2 separate regions of the Mus musculus genome follow, and region 2 is linked to region 1. Evidence: chromatin contacts called from public Hi-C data. All regions are on one chromosome and are shown on one strand. Each heading gives the region's core, a stretch centred on a gene start, on an enhancer-like site or on the middle of the called end of the contact. The rest is flanking DNA. Distances are from core to core; before and after follow the strand shown. Region 1 has its middle 74 kb from the start of Fbxl17. Region 2 overlaps Fer (fer (fms/fps related) protein kinase).

The links. Hi-C and Micro-C count contacts between places; a contact is called where the count stands out from the background.
Region 2: a Hi-C map of embryonic fibroblasts shows a contact between it and region 1, with 2.8 times the contacts expected there. The contact joins two enhancer-like sites. A contact is called at or near these places in 1 of 15 datasets of contacts at CTCF or cohesin (the NIH/3T3 cell line), 2 of 484 Hi-C or Micro-C datasets (both in embryonic fibroblasts) and 1 of 115 datasets of contacts at active chromatin or transcription factors (the NIH/3T3 cell line).

The regions. Positions count from the first base shown.
Region 1 is chr17:63,571,313-63,577,251 of GRCm38.p6, reverse strand. It overlaps the pseudogene Gm5497. Among named protein-coding and RNA genes, the nearest start is that of Fbxl17, 74 kb to the right of the region's middle. Within about 2 kb of position 1,486, at least 5 of the 459 cell types and tissues checked have an H3K27ac peak or open chromatin away from gene starts, as enhancers often do. A contact at or near this core is called in embryonic fibroblasts, where this site is marked.
Region 2 is chr17:64,089,587-64,096,079 of GRCm38.p6, reverse strand. The region is part of intron 16 of Fer (fer (fms/fps related) protein kinase); the gene reads right to left. Among named protein-coding and RNA genes, the nearest start is that of Gm46590, 41 kb to the left of the region's middle. Within about 2 kb of position 2,164, at least 37 of the 459 cell types and tissues checked have an H3K27ac peak or open chromatin away from gene starts, as enhancers often do. A contact at or near this core is called in embryonic fibroblasts, where this site is marked.

The DNA.
Region 1 (5,939 bases), core at 237-2,736:
CTTAGGAAATAATAAATAAAAAAGGAAGGAAGAAAGGAAAAGAAAAAGGGAAAAGGAAAGAAAAAAAGAAAAGTAAGAAATGAAAAGAACAAAATAAAAATTAAAAAAAACGTAGAAAATGATGCCAGTACTGACAATTACTACTATCTCTCAACAGAGTTTGAGCTTCTGTGTTCTATTTGCTACATGCTATATCAAAACGGATGAAATGGACATATAAATTGACTGAAGTTTGCTCTGTTCTTTCATTCAATCAACAAACTCATTATTGAGCACCTAGTATGTGGCATATGTTGGGCATTTTTATAGATTAAGGAAGACAGAAAAAAAAAGCCCCATCTTTTCATGGAATTTATATTGTGTTTGGTTAAGACACACGAGAACGCATCAGATATTTTCTTTATTTTAATATGGGGGGAATAAAGACACAATGAAGAGAAGGGGGTAGTGATCAGGGAAGAACTCTCTGAAAAATGATAGCTGAAAGACTTGAATGGGTAAGCGAGCCACACAACCCTAGAGGTGCTGGGAAGCGAAGATCCTGACACAGAAAAGACATAATTGCATTCAAGGAAGAAAGAGCAGCGTTACAACAAAGTGACAGAAGATGCTGAGAGGGGCGGGAAGGGCAGATGGTTCAGAGGCATCGAAGGCCTCTGGTTTACTCCAGGTGTGAGGAGAAGCGGGATGTTGGGACCAGAGAATGCCATGATAAGCAGAGCGCCGAGGACTGGCTCCGCAGCAGTGGTTCTCAACCTGTGGGTCCCGGCTCCTCACAAGGGTCGAACATTGGATATTTACATTATGATTCATCACGTCAACAAAATCACAGTTAGGAAGTAGCAACGAAATAATGTTATGGTTGGGGGTCGCCACACCATGACGATTGCAGTTAATAAGGGTTGAGTGTTAGCGTCTGCGTGATTGCAATCTTGACTCTTCACTGCCCAAGGTTTAAAATATGAAAAATAAAAATCATTTCTGTGCAAGTGGTATGTGAAGAACAAAACACACACACACACACACACAAATCAGCTTTCTAACCAGAGTGTTACAAACTTAACTCAAAATAAAATACCTGTTTCAGGAGGGTGGGGTAAAAGATTGTGGGAGGAGGTGACCAGAAGAAGGGCAACGGGCAGTATGTAAAGTGAATAAGTAAAATAAGATATATACATATATATATGCATATATCAATAAATTTTGTTATATAAAAACAGGGTATATATATTGCTTTATATATATAAAATAATTAAACCCTCTTTCTATTATGGTTGTTGGGGAACTGCCTATGCAAGCTGTCAACTCACAAAGGTTCTTTGTGGATGGTACATTAGAGTATAACAGCTCAGAATATTCTGGAACATGTCTCCCACCTTTCCTCCTGTCTCCTCCTGTTGACAGCCTGACTCCTGGGTGCTGTTAGAAAGCAAAGCAGAGCTGAGCCACAAGCACCCAGCATCTCTTCCACAGGAAAATGCTGCCATCTGGAGGCTTCTAGAATAAACAGATAAAATTCAGTAATTAAACAAAGTGGAACCAGGGCCCCAGACCCACATCTGTTCATTTCTATATACAACATCTTTTCTCTGGAGAAAAATTATACAGTCATTAACTTAAAAGAAATGAGAAGGCATCCGACCACTTTCATCTTTTTGCTTTGGCAGGCCTGCTGTATTAAACGGAACCCCGGGCAGTTGGTTTTACAAACCTTATTATTTTGTGATCTGCCCATTCATTACCAGTGTAAAGTGGATGTCACTTTTCCACTACTGCTGTGCCATGTCTCAGTCCCCTTTGCGATGGCAAATCTCCATTTCCTCCATGAAAACTGACCAATTCAATTTCTTTGTTCAATTTTGATTAATTATATTTTTCTAAGTAAATCAATTCTTTCATCATTTCAAATATATTTTCATAGTTATATGTAATATTCTATAAAATTTTACTCTTTTATTTGCCTATAGCTATGTATACTTTTTAATCTTTCATGCCATCTTCTTACTTCCCTTTTGTGTAGAATTTGCTGTTTGATGCTGCGCAGTTAGGATTGAATTCAGCGTGCCTCACACCACTGGGATACACATCCAGTTCTATCATGGGGTTTTGAATGGCAGAAGGACGGATATAGAGTGCACGCTACTCTGGGAGACAACATTGTCAGCTTTTGTATTGACAGACACAAGACTTGGGTGTACTCTTTAGAGGTCAACTTTAACATCTCAAATTAGCAGTGACATAAAGACAGGATCGCTGAAATGTCAATGATTAAAAATCTTTTGTAAAGAGCTATGTTTTTTGAGGCAGCTGAACAAAATCGAAGAGCAAATTACAGATGCCAAATTGGGAAAAAAATATATTTTGTACAGTTTAGAGAAAGTATAATATAAAATGGACATCGAATTAAAATAATGATCAAATTGGCTACAATAGAAAGAAAAACTATGAAACAAAGGTACCATAGCCAGGAAAGATATTTCCTAGAAATATGATAATCATAGACTAATTCCCTTAATATATGTGCTAGTTAGACTGCTTCAACTTGACAGAAATTAAAGCCACCCAGGAATCAGATTGGCTTGTAGACTTCTTCCTTGGTTGTCGATGGGTGTGGGAGGTGCCCAGCAGACTACAGTCAGTACCATCCTGGAGTAGCTGGTCTTGAATAAGAACATAAGATGAGCAAGCCATGGAGAACAGGCCAGTTAGCTGTGGTCCTCCATCCTCCACAGCGTCTGTAAGTCTCTGCCTCCAGGTGCCTGCCGAGTCCCTGTTGACGTTCCTTGGTGGTGGACTGTAACTATAAGCCCAATAAACCCTTCCCCTCCCCAAGATGTTTTGATCAGTGTTTTATCACAGCAAAAGAACATGAACTAGGACCCACCTGAAACATTTACTCTGTGAAAGATTGTGTTATGATTATAGGACGGAGAAGAATACATGAACCTCACACGGGGACAAGCACTTTTATTCTGAATACAAATCTCAAAAGTTAAGGAGTAGGAAGAGATAAGGAGAAGGAAGGAGAAAAAGTAAATATACAATTAAAAATGTATAATGAAATGAAGAGTTGCTTACCAAGAACGAGGTAAGACCAGCAAGCAAGCAGAGTGAGAGACTGTTAGCACTGTTGGCCGTTACAGAAACGCAAAGTAAAGCCCTAGTGTGCTCACCACAAGATTGCTAGAACAGCTGTGGGAAAGAATAATGGCAGCCCTCAGTGGTCCCAGCACAAGGAGACGACACACCATGCATGTATTCCTGGGAAGAGTGCAAAAGGATACAACAACTTCAAGAAATAACTTGGCAGTTTCTTCAAACACCAAACATGTATCTGCCTTATAACCCACCTGTCACACTTTAGGGCATTTGTCCCAAAGATACTTATACAAAAACCTAGATAGAATATTCACAGCAATTTTACTTTCATCACCAAACACAAAAGGCAATCTAATGTCCTTCAACAGATGAACCATACACCAATGTACTACCAGTAAGCAATAAAAAAGAATAAACTTCTACAACGCTCAGCCAAGGTGGATCACAAGGTAATCACACTTAGTTGAAAGCCAGCCTCAAATGGCTAAATACTGTACAACCACATTCACATACCGTTCTTAAAAATGACACAGTCATAGAGATGTAGAGCAGACTGATGTTTCTAGGTGACAGGGACAAGGCAGATGTAAAACAAACTCAGCCAAAGAAATAAAGTAGTTTATACAAATCCACACATGGGACGAAGTCACATAGAGTTTTACATGTAGGTGGATGAAAATTATACAAACTATGCAGCTTGCTATTATTGGAGAAAGTGGACGCATGTGTACTGGATCCTGAGTATTCCTTAACTTCCTTTAAGTCGACAGGTTAGACATTTTAGGTTAATGAGAAAACACGTTATGGCCTTCAAATAGAGATTTAGATCTTCTTGATGTCTTAGTCAGGGTTACTATTGTTGTGATCAGGCACCACAATCAAAGCAACTTGGGAAGGAAAGTGTTTATTTGGCTTCTTTCAGGTCCACACCACTGTTTATCACAGAAGGAAGACAGGATAGGGACTCAAGCAGGACAGGAACCTGAAGGCAGGAGCTGACACAGGGGCCATGGAGGGGTGCTGATCACTGGCTTGCTCCTCATGGCTTATTCAGCCTGCTTTCTTATAGAACCCAGGACCACTAGCCCAAGGCTGGCACCAGCCACCATGGGCTGAACCCTATCCCATCAATCACTAATTAAGAAATGCCCTACACCCAGATCCTATGCAGGCATTTTCTTAACTGAGGCTCCCTCCTTTTAGATAACTGCAGCCTGTGCCAAGCTGACACAGAACCATCCAGCATAATTGACCCTTTGGTCAACTTGACACACGTGTACATCATCATTAAGCCACAACCCTTCTTTCCTTTACTTCTTCAAGATCACACATTAATATAAACATCCCAAAAATTTTAAAACTTACAGTCCTTAAAAATACAAATACTTAAAAAACGGCAAAGTCTTTTAAAATTCAAAGTCTCTCAACTGTGGGATCATGTAAAATAAAATTAATTAAATGCTTTCTTACTTCCAAGGGGGATAAGCAGAGCACAGTCACAATCTAAATAAAACAAAAACCTTACTCCGACATTATGGATATCGCAACATCTAATGTCTGGGATTTACTCACCATTCTACAAATGGCTTGGGTCACTTCTCTGGCTCTGCTCTCTGAACCATGCAGAACAAGTTGCTGTTCATCACAGAATGAAGTCAAGACAGAAACTCAAGCAGGACAGAAACCTGAAGGCAGGAGCTGATACAGGGGCTGTAGAGGGGTGCTGCTCAATGCACATGGAGGAGGCTCCAGCTGACTCCACTCTACTATGACTACTCTTCTTGCTGGTCATCCCATGAAACTGACATCTCCAAAATGTTGGGGTCCCTGCTGCAACAGGGCTGCACATTTACCAATAGCCTCTTCTGTGCTCTCTTCAGGAACTTTAGCCCTGCCACACAATGCCAACCCTCAGCTGCTCTCCATGACCCCTTCATGCCTTCAAAACCAGTGCCACATAGATGATTCTTATACTACCAAGTTTGGCTGCCAGTGCAAGGCCACTTCTAGAACACAGCTTCTGTATGCTGAGCTCAAGGGAAACACTTCCCAGAAGACTTCACGTCAATGATGATGTGACAAGCCTTAACTGCTCTCCATGACCCCTTCCTGTCTTCAAACAAATTCCACCTGGTGTGGCTGCCAGCACATGGCTGCTTCGGGAACACAGTTTCTTAGTGCTGAGCCTGAGGAAGTACTTCCCAGAAGGCTTCACTCCAATGATGCTGGTCTCTTCATGATCACAACTGGATCTCCATCTCCAACAGTTCAGCACCCATTGTCCAAAAAAGGCAAAGGTTTTACTGTAGTGTCTCAGGCCTCCATTGACTATACTGTTCTCAACCAAGCTTCTACAGAACATCCCACTGAGCTCTCAACACACAAAGGCTTTTCTAGCCCAAAGTTCCAAAGTCTTCCACAATCCTCCCCAAAACAACATGGTGAGGTATCTCATGGCACCCACTCCTGGTACCAACTTGTCTTAGTTAGGGTTACTATTGTTGTGATGAAATACCATGACTATAGCAACTTGGAAAGGAAAATAGTTGGCTTACACTTCTATGTTGTAATTTATCATTGAAGGAAGGCAGGGCAGGAACTCAAACAGGGAAGGAACCTAAAGGCAGAAGCTGACACAAAGACCATAGAGGAATGCTGCTTACTGGTTTGCTCACCATGGCTTTCTTTCTTTTTTTTTTTTTTTCTTATTTAGTTTTTATTCATAGTCATAAACTTAACTTTGCAATCCAGCTAGACTTGAAGGGGAATGAGGAAAATATGGAACTCAAAGAACTTCAGTGAGAGCAGAGATTACAGGACATTGCGAGCAGATGGGGTAG
Region 2 (6,493 bases), core at 915-3,414, 520 kb before region 1:
TTCTAGGACAGCCAAGGATACACAGAGAAACCCTGTCTGGAAAAACCAAACCAAACCAAACCAAACCAAACCAAACCAAACCAAACCAAGTTAAAAATAAAAAACAAAAAAACTTGACTGTGCTCATCTTCTGCTAGGTCCCAGCCACAGGGGCAGCTCTGACACCATCTTTTATGGGTCTCACCTGGAGCTTCATCACTCACCTTCCTATCTTTGTCTGTGGCACTTTCCTATTAGATATGAGTCCTTCCTTCTGTGGATGGGATGCTCATTACATCATTGGGGTTCATGAACTAGGTTTCACCCCAGACAATTTTGTGGTCCCCACCCCCAGGGCTCTCTATTCTTTCCAGTTGGAACTCAGCCTCATCCTAACTCTAATCCTTTCCCAAAAGCTAGGCCAAGGGTGGCAACTTAGGAGAGGCTTTAGAGATGTGTGCAGAGAAAGAGGCCAGCATGCAGACTCCTCAGGACAACTCCAGGACATCCCAGGGAAAGCATCCACTGGGAGGTGTATGGGTACACTGGCGGATAACCATGCTGGGAAAGACCAGCCTTTGCTACACACACACACACACACACACACACACACACACACACACACACACACACACAGACACACACACATAGACACCCACATACATAGACACAGATAGCCACACAGGCAGACACATATACACACACACACATACACAGACACACACACACAGAGACACACACAGACACAAAGTCTTGAAAGTGGCATGGGCAATTCTTTTGTGTAGAAGCCATCCCTACAAAACATAGTCTCTGTTGGTGGTTTCCTTCTCTATCTTTCCTTTACAAACCCTCACTAGAGCCTAGTGAGCAGACTAGGCGATCTGCTCATAAAAAACACAATCAAAACAACATAAAATTTGTTTCCAAGGACATGAAGACTTTGAAAAATAGTAGTTTAAGTTGCAACATTAAGTTTGGGTTGTACGGCCCCAACTACCTGAAAATATATTAGGATTCTTCTTTACTTTCATATTGATGTCAAAATTATTATACAATAATAAGTTCTTGAGAATGTATCAGACAAATGTCACAGTGGTAACTGAGTTAAAGCTTGGTCTAAAGACCTATGTGTTTCCAGTATTACCAAAATAGAATTGTGATATATGAAATACATAAACACGATTAAAATGGAAAAGGGGGGTGGATCATACCTGAGGATAGAAAGCCTAGGTCAAAGCCCAGAAACACATGTATTCTCACTAAAATTGTATTCTTTCACATAGGAAATGGTGATAATTGCTTCCCTTGGCTACTGTCAGAATCAGATGACAATCTGTTCATGAAAATAAACTATAAGCTCTAACCAGCTCAATTCAACTCTATCATTATTCTTAGGATTATTTTCCTGAAGAAAATGCCTCTGACAATAATGAAACATTCCCTAATTGCTTTACATGTGATACAAATGTGTTGTTGTCTTTCAAGAAATTTCCAAAACATAGGAGGAAAGTCAGAATTAGAATATTCTTCTTAAAATGTGTGTGCTTTCACTTTAAAACATTCTCTTATAAAGTTGTTCTTTTCTAGTTTCAGCTTAGGAAGGTTTGTGGGAGGAGGGGATGGCCCAGGCCACACAGCAGAGCACCAGAGTCCTGCACACCCTTTAACCACAATTGCGTGCAGATTGTTTCCCAGAGGGAAAGTAGAAGCTGAAATGCAGAAGATAGATGAAGGAATGAGTCCCAGTGGTGAGGAATCATAGAAAGAGCTAATCAGGCTAGAGAGATGGCTCAACTGCTAAGAGCACTCTTCTGCACTTTAGATTCCCAGCATCTGTATGGTGGCTCACACTCATCTGTCACCATGGGATCTGACATCCTCTTCTGGTGTGCAAATGTACATGCAGGCAGAACACCTATATACATAAATGAATGAATCTTATTTTTTAAAAAAGGCTAAGACAGGTTTGGCATAGAACTGTCCTAAGTAACTCTGAAGAATAGCTCTACAGTACTCTTCTCAGTTTGTAAAATGAATTATTAAGAGTCTGTAGCTCATGGTCCCAAGTCAATTTTGTTTCCCTTGCTCTGCTCCCATCCAAGATCCCACCTCCATCAATGACACCCACGGTCTCTGACTCACTCTGAGTCTGAGCCACTTGAAATTGGTGAGACATAGCTTTTTGGACTTAGTCACTCAACCTCAACAAACAATATAAAAGGGGTCATGCTGTTACTTGGCATTGCTGTGGCTGATGTTGACTTGTCAGAATTAAGATGGTAGCTTTTGTTCTGTGAATCACACTATCAAATCCTGAGCACTGTTTATACATCGTCATAATAATACCTTTCTCTACTTAAGAGGAAGACTCTGAAAAGAAGGCCAGGGGAGTACCAACTTCTCTTGTATTGTCAACTGCAAATTAACAATCTATTTCCAAGAGAAAAAACCTTCCTTTCCAGCAAAGACGTCCATACCCTCTGCACATGAGGTAGGCAGGTTGTGTAGTAGGGATGCAGATTCTCCCTTGTCATCAGTCAATGCACCTCTGCACCATGTACTCACTGAGGCTGTTGGGATGACAACGTCACCTTGGGTGGACTCCAGGGACTTCTGTCTAAGAAAGGGGGCAGCTAGGCTTTGTCTTGTGGTCTGGCATCCTCGGGGGCCTAAGGAAAGTTGACTTCCTTGCCCTGGCTCCACCAGCTTCTGGTACTCTTCTAACCTGCCCTTGCAGCCCACAGGATCGTGACTCCACCGGGATAAAGAACAATGTGAGGCAGGCATTTCCCTTCTGCTACTGACTAATCTCCCACCTCCTGGAAGAGCAACTGCCATGCGATAAGCATGCAAGAGCTGAAGAAAATGATCAATAAATAAACGTCTTCCTGTTGAGTTAGTAGCTTTGTCTCCTTTACAAAACATTCCTTGCTTGGTTGTATCTTTCCTCTGGGCAAGGTCAGAGGTGCCACATTCCATAATACCAAATGCAGCATTTCACTTGGTATCAGCTGATAACTTTAAGCTCTGCGTCTTCACTAATTTTTAAGTTTCTGAAGAGCCCAGCTCTTGGCTCTGGATGTTGACAGTGCCACCTTAGGTTCATTGTTCAGAGAAGGCTTGAAGTGGCAATCACAGTAACAGCTATACTAATCCCAGATACTCCCTGCCCACACATACTTTAGGCACATTTGTTTCAGGTAATTCTTGAAACAATGTTATGACATTGGCAGCACACTGAAAACAGAAGATGCTGCCCAACAGACACAACCTGAATTCCAGCTGTTCTTGCAGCAGAGCTGTCTCAGTGCATACAGCTGGGCACTCAAGCAAGCGGCAGGAGTGACATGAGGAGGAAGGCTCACCAAGTTCTTAAGTACTGCCTAAAGTAAAGCTAAACTAAGAGCATATAAGTTGCTTTTAGCAACTAAGGCCTCTCAGTGATTCCTGACAGACTAAAAGTTCCCTTACTGTTATTTATAACATCATATAGATGGCAGAACATCTAACAAGCTTGAAGAGCAAACACATTACTGACCTCCTACTTTCTTTTATAAAGAAACTTTAAATATGTTATGATATAGAAATTTAAATATTATATAATTCAAAGAATTATACAAGAATTATTACAAGTTACTGCTAATGCATACCATTTGATTAATGCTTACCAACTGTTGTCTGTCCACTGGAGGACACAGTGGAGAAGTCTTATGTTACAGCAAGGGATTATTAACACTGCCAGGGAAGAAATCTGTAGCTATCAGATTTATTCAGTACCGAACAAGGTTATATTAAGTCAGGCTTCTGAATCCACAGTCCTTAGAGATCTTTAAAAAGAAAGCCAGCAGTCAGCCATTCTGGATGGATGGCTACATCTAAAGACAAAGAGACCCGAGGGTTCCTATTCTACCGCTAAAGGCCATAGAACTACAAATCCCACTTTGTGAGATTTAACACATCACATTTCAAGAGACTAATTTAGTACAATTTTTTTTGGTAACTCATCTTCATCTTTCTTACACTCCTCTCAGCAAACAGACATTAGCTATCAGTCACACCAGAGACAGGAAGCAGAATGAGAAAATATTCCTGATAAAAATTCATACACTGACAGTGAGCTATTAAAATTAACCTTACCTGCTTATTTATGCATTTTAAGGTGGCCATTTATAAACTTTTAAGTTATATATATGATTCATACTGTTTCAGCTTTGGATGTGGTTAAAGGAAGCTATTGAGGGATTAACAGAGGGAACACTATGCCAGTGTGTTCAGTGCAGCAGGGTAGTGCTTTGAGGGAGAAATGCTGCAGTGGTTTGAATAATAAGGGCCCGACAGGTTCATATATTTGAATGCTTAGTCACCAAAGAATGTTTAACTCTTCTGTAGGATTAGAAGGATTAGGAGATGTGGCCTTGTTGGAGGAAGTATGTCACTAGGAGTGGGCTTTGAGGTTCCAAAAGCCCATGCCAGGCTACATCTTCTCTCTGTGCTGGCAGGTCACGATGTAACTCTAAGCTACTTTTCCAGCACCATGCCTGCCTGTCACCATGTTCCCTGGTCACAGTGATAATGGACTAAGCCTGAAGCTGTCCAAAAGCTTGCTATTAGATGCTTTCTTTTACAAGAGTTGCCCTGGTCATGCTGCCCATCACAGCACTAGAGCATTAGCTCAAGCACATACCAAAGTGCCTTCGGGAGGGGTGAACATTCATCTTAATAATCACAGTATGTGAAGAAAAAGGTTAAAACCCATGAAATGATATGAACCTTCATTAAATATTCAGTACACACTTGATGAAGAGCCCTACTATGTGGTTCAAGCTGGTTTTAAACTCTTCATATTCCGGAGTCAGCCTCTCAAGTAATGGGATTCCATCTATGTGTCACCATGATCATCTGGCAGATCTATCTTAACTGTGATTATGGTGTCAAGTCTTTATTCATTTTTCTCAGTTATTTCTGAAATACAGGCATTTTTATTATCATGCCCACTGAGGCCCTAATATCCAATTTTAGCATTAGGAAGAATAAGAGAAGCTACAAGTAGACATTTTAAAAATTTCAAAGTATATATTTAAGGCACTGAATTTAAAAAAAAAAATAGACTGAGGAGGGACATAAACCTCTGTTAAATGCTTGCAGTTCTCTTTCAAAACCTGTCCTCTGAAGTGTTTCAGTATTTTAAGGCATGGGTTATAAAACATGGCCCACGGGCCAAATCCGACACTCCTCACTCCTTTGATGGGTAGCATCTATTGGAGCTCAGCCTGCTTCGGTCCTCATGTGTTTCTTCTGGTTGTTCCCAGCCCCACACTGGCAAAGTAGAGATGAAGACCTTGTGTACTATAGAGCTAGAATATTTAAAGTTTGTCCCTGAAGATAAAGTTTTAGAGTAGGGGTTCAGATGACCACTTCCTATCCTCAAAGGTTTCCAGCTAAGAACCAGTGTCACTACTAAGTATGTCTATGTCTTCAGAAGTCATGCAGCCTTGAGAGTCCCACATGAAAAATAAGAAAACAGTATCATTTAATTATTTATTAAATAATTTAGTAAAATATGAACTTATTTTTTAATATTTTATTTGTTTAATAAAATTAAAATTATGCAATATTTATTAATAATACTAAAATAAAATAAATTATGTTTAAATGTTATAAAATATTTTAACTATTTAAAATGTGTTTATTAAATGTTATCATTTTAATAAATCTTACTTTTATATACTGACATATATGCACTACTATAACAATTCAAATAGAATAAATGGAAACCAGTAAATGATGATAGTGGGAAACCCAGAAAAATTACACCTATCAATCTTAGTCTTGTCTATGCTCAATGGCTTCTCAACATTTCATATTAAGATTTATTTTTATGTGTATGAGGTTTTAATTGCATGTGAGCACATGCACCATGCATGTGTCTGGGATATAGGGAGTTCAGAAGAGGATGTCAGATATCTTGGAATGGGATTTACAGATGACTGTGAGCTGCCACCTGGGTGCTGGGAACTGAACCATAGTCCTCTGTAAGAGCAGCAAGTGTTCTTACCTGCTGAGCCACCTCTCCAATCTGCACTCACAGTGAGTTACAAAAGACAAGGCTTATAATAGTTCACTGCATAGCCAGTCTTTGTTGCAGGATATTGGATCACACTGAGTTATCTACTGGGAAAAACCCTGTTTCTAGTTGTGGTGTGGCTCTGCTCTTAGTACACACCTTTAATCTCTGTGGATGGAATACAGACACACCCTTAGTTCACACCTTTTAATCTCAAACAATGAAGGTAAAGTTAGTTTGTAGAAGGAAGCACTCATGTCTAAGTGAGTAGTAAAGTGAGGAATCAGAGAAAGATTTGACAGAACAGAATATGCCCAACTGTCATGAGAAGAGACAAGAAAAAGAGGCTACTTAGTACCACAGAGAGAGAGAGAGAGAGAGAGAGAGAGAGAGACAGACAGACAGACAGACAGACACAGAGAGAGAGACAGACAGAGAGAGAGAGACAGA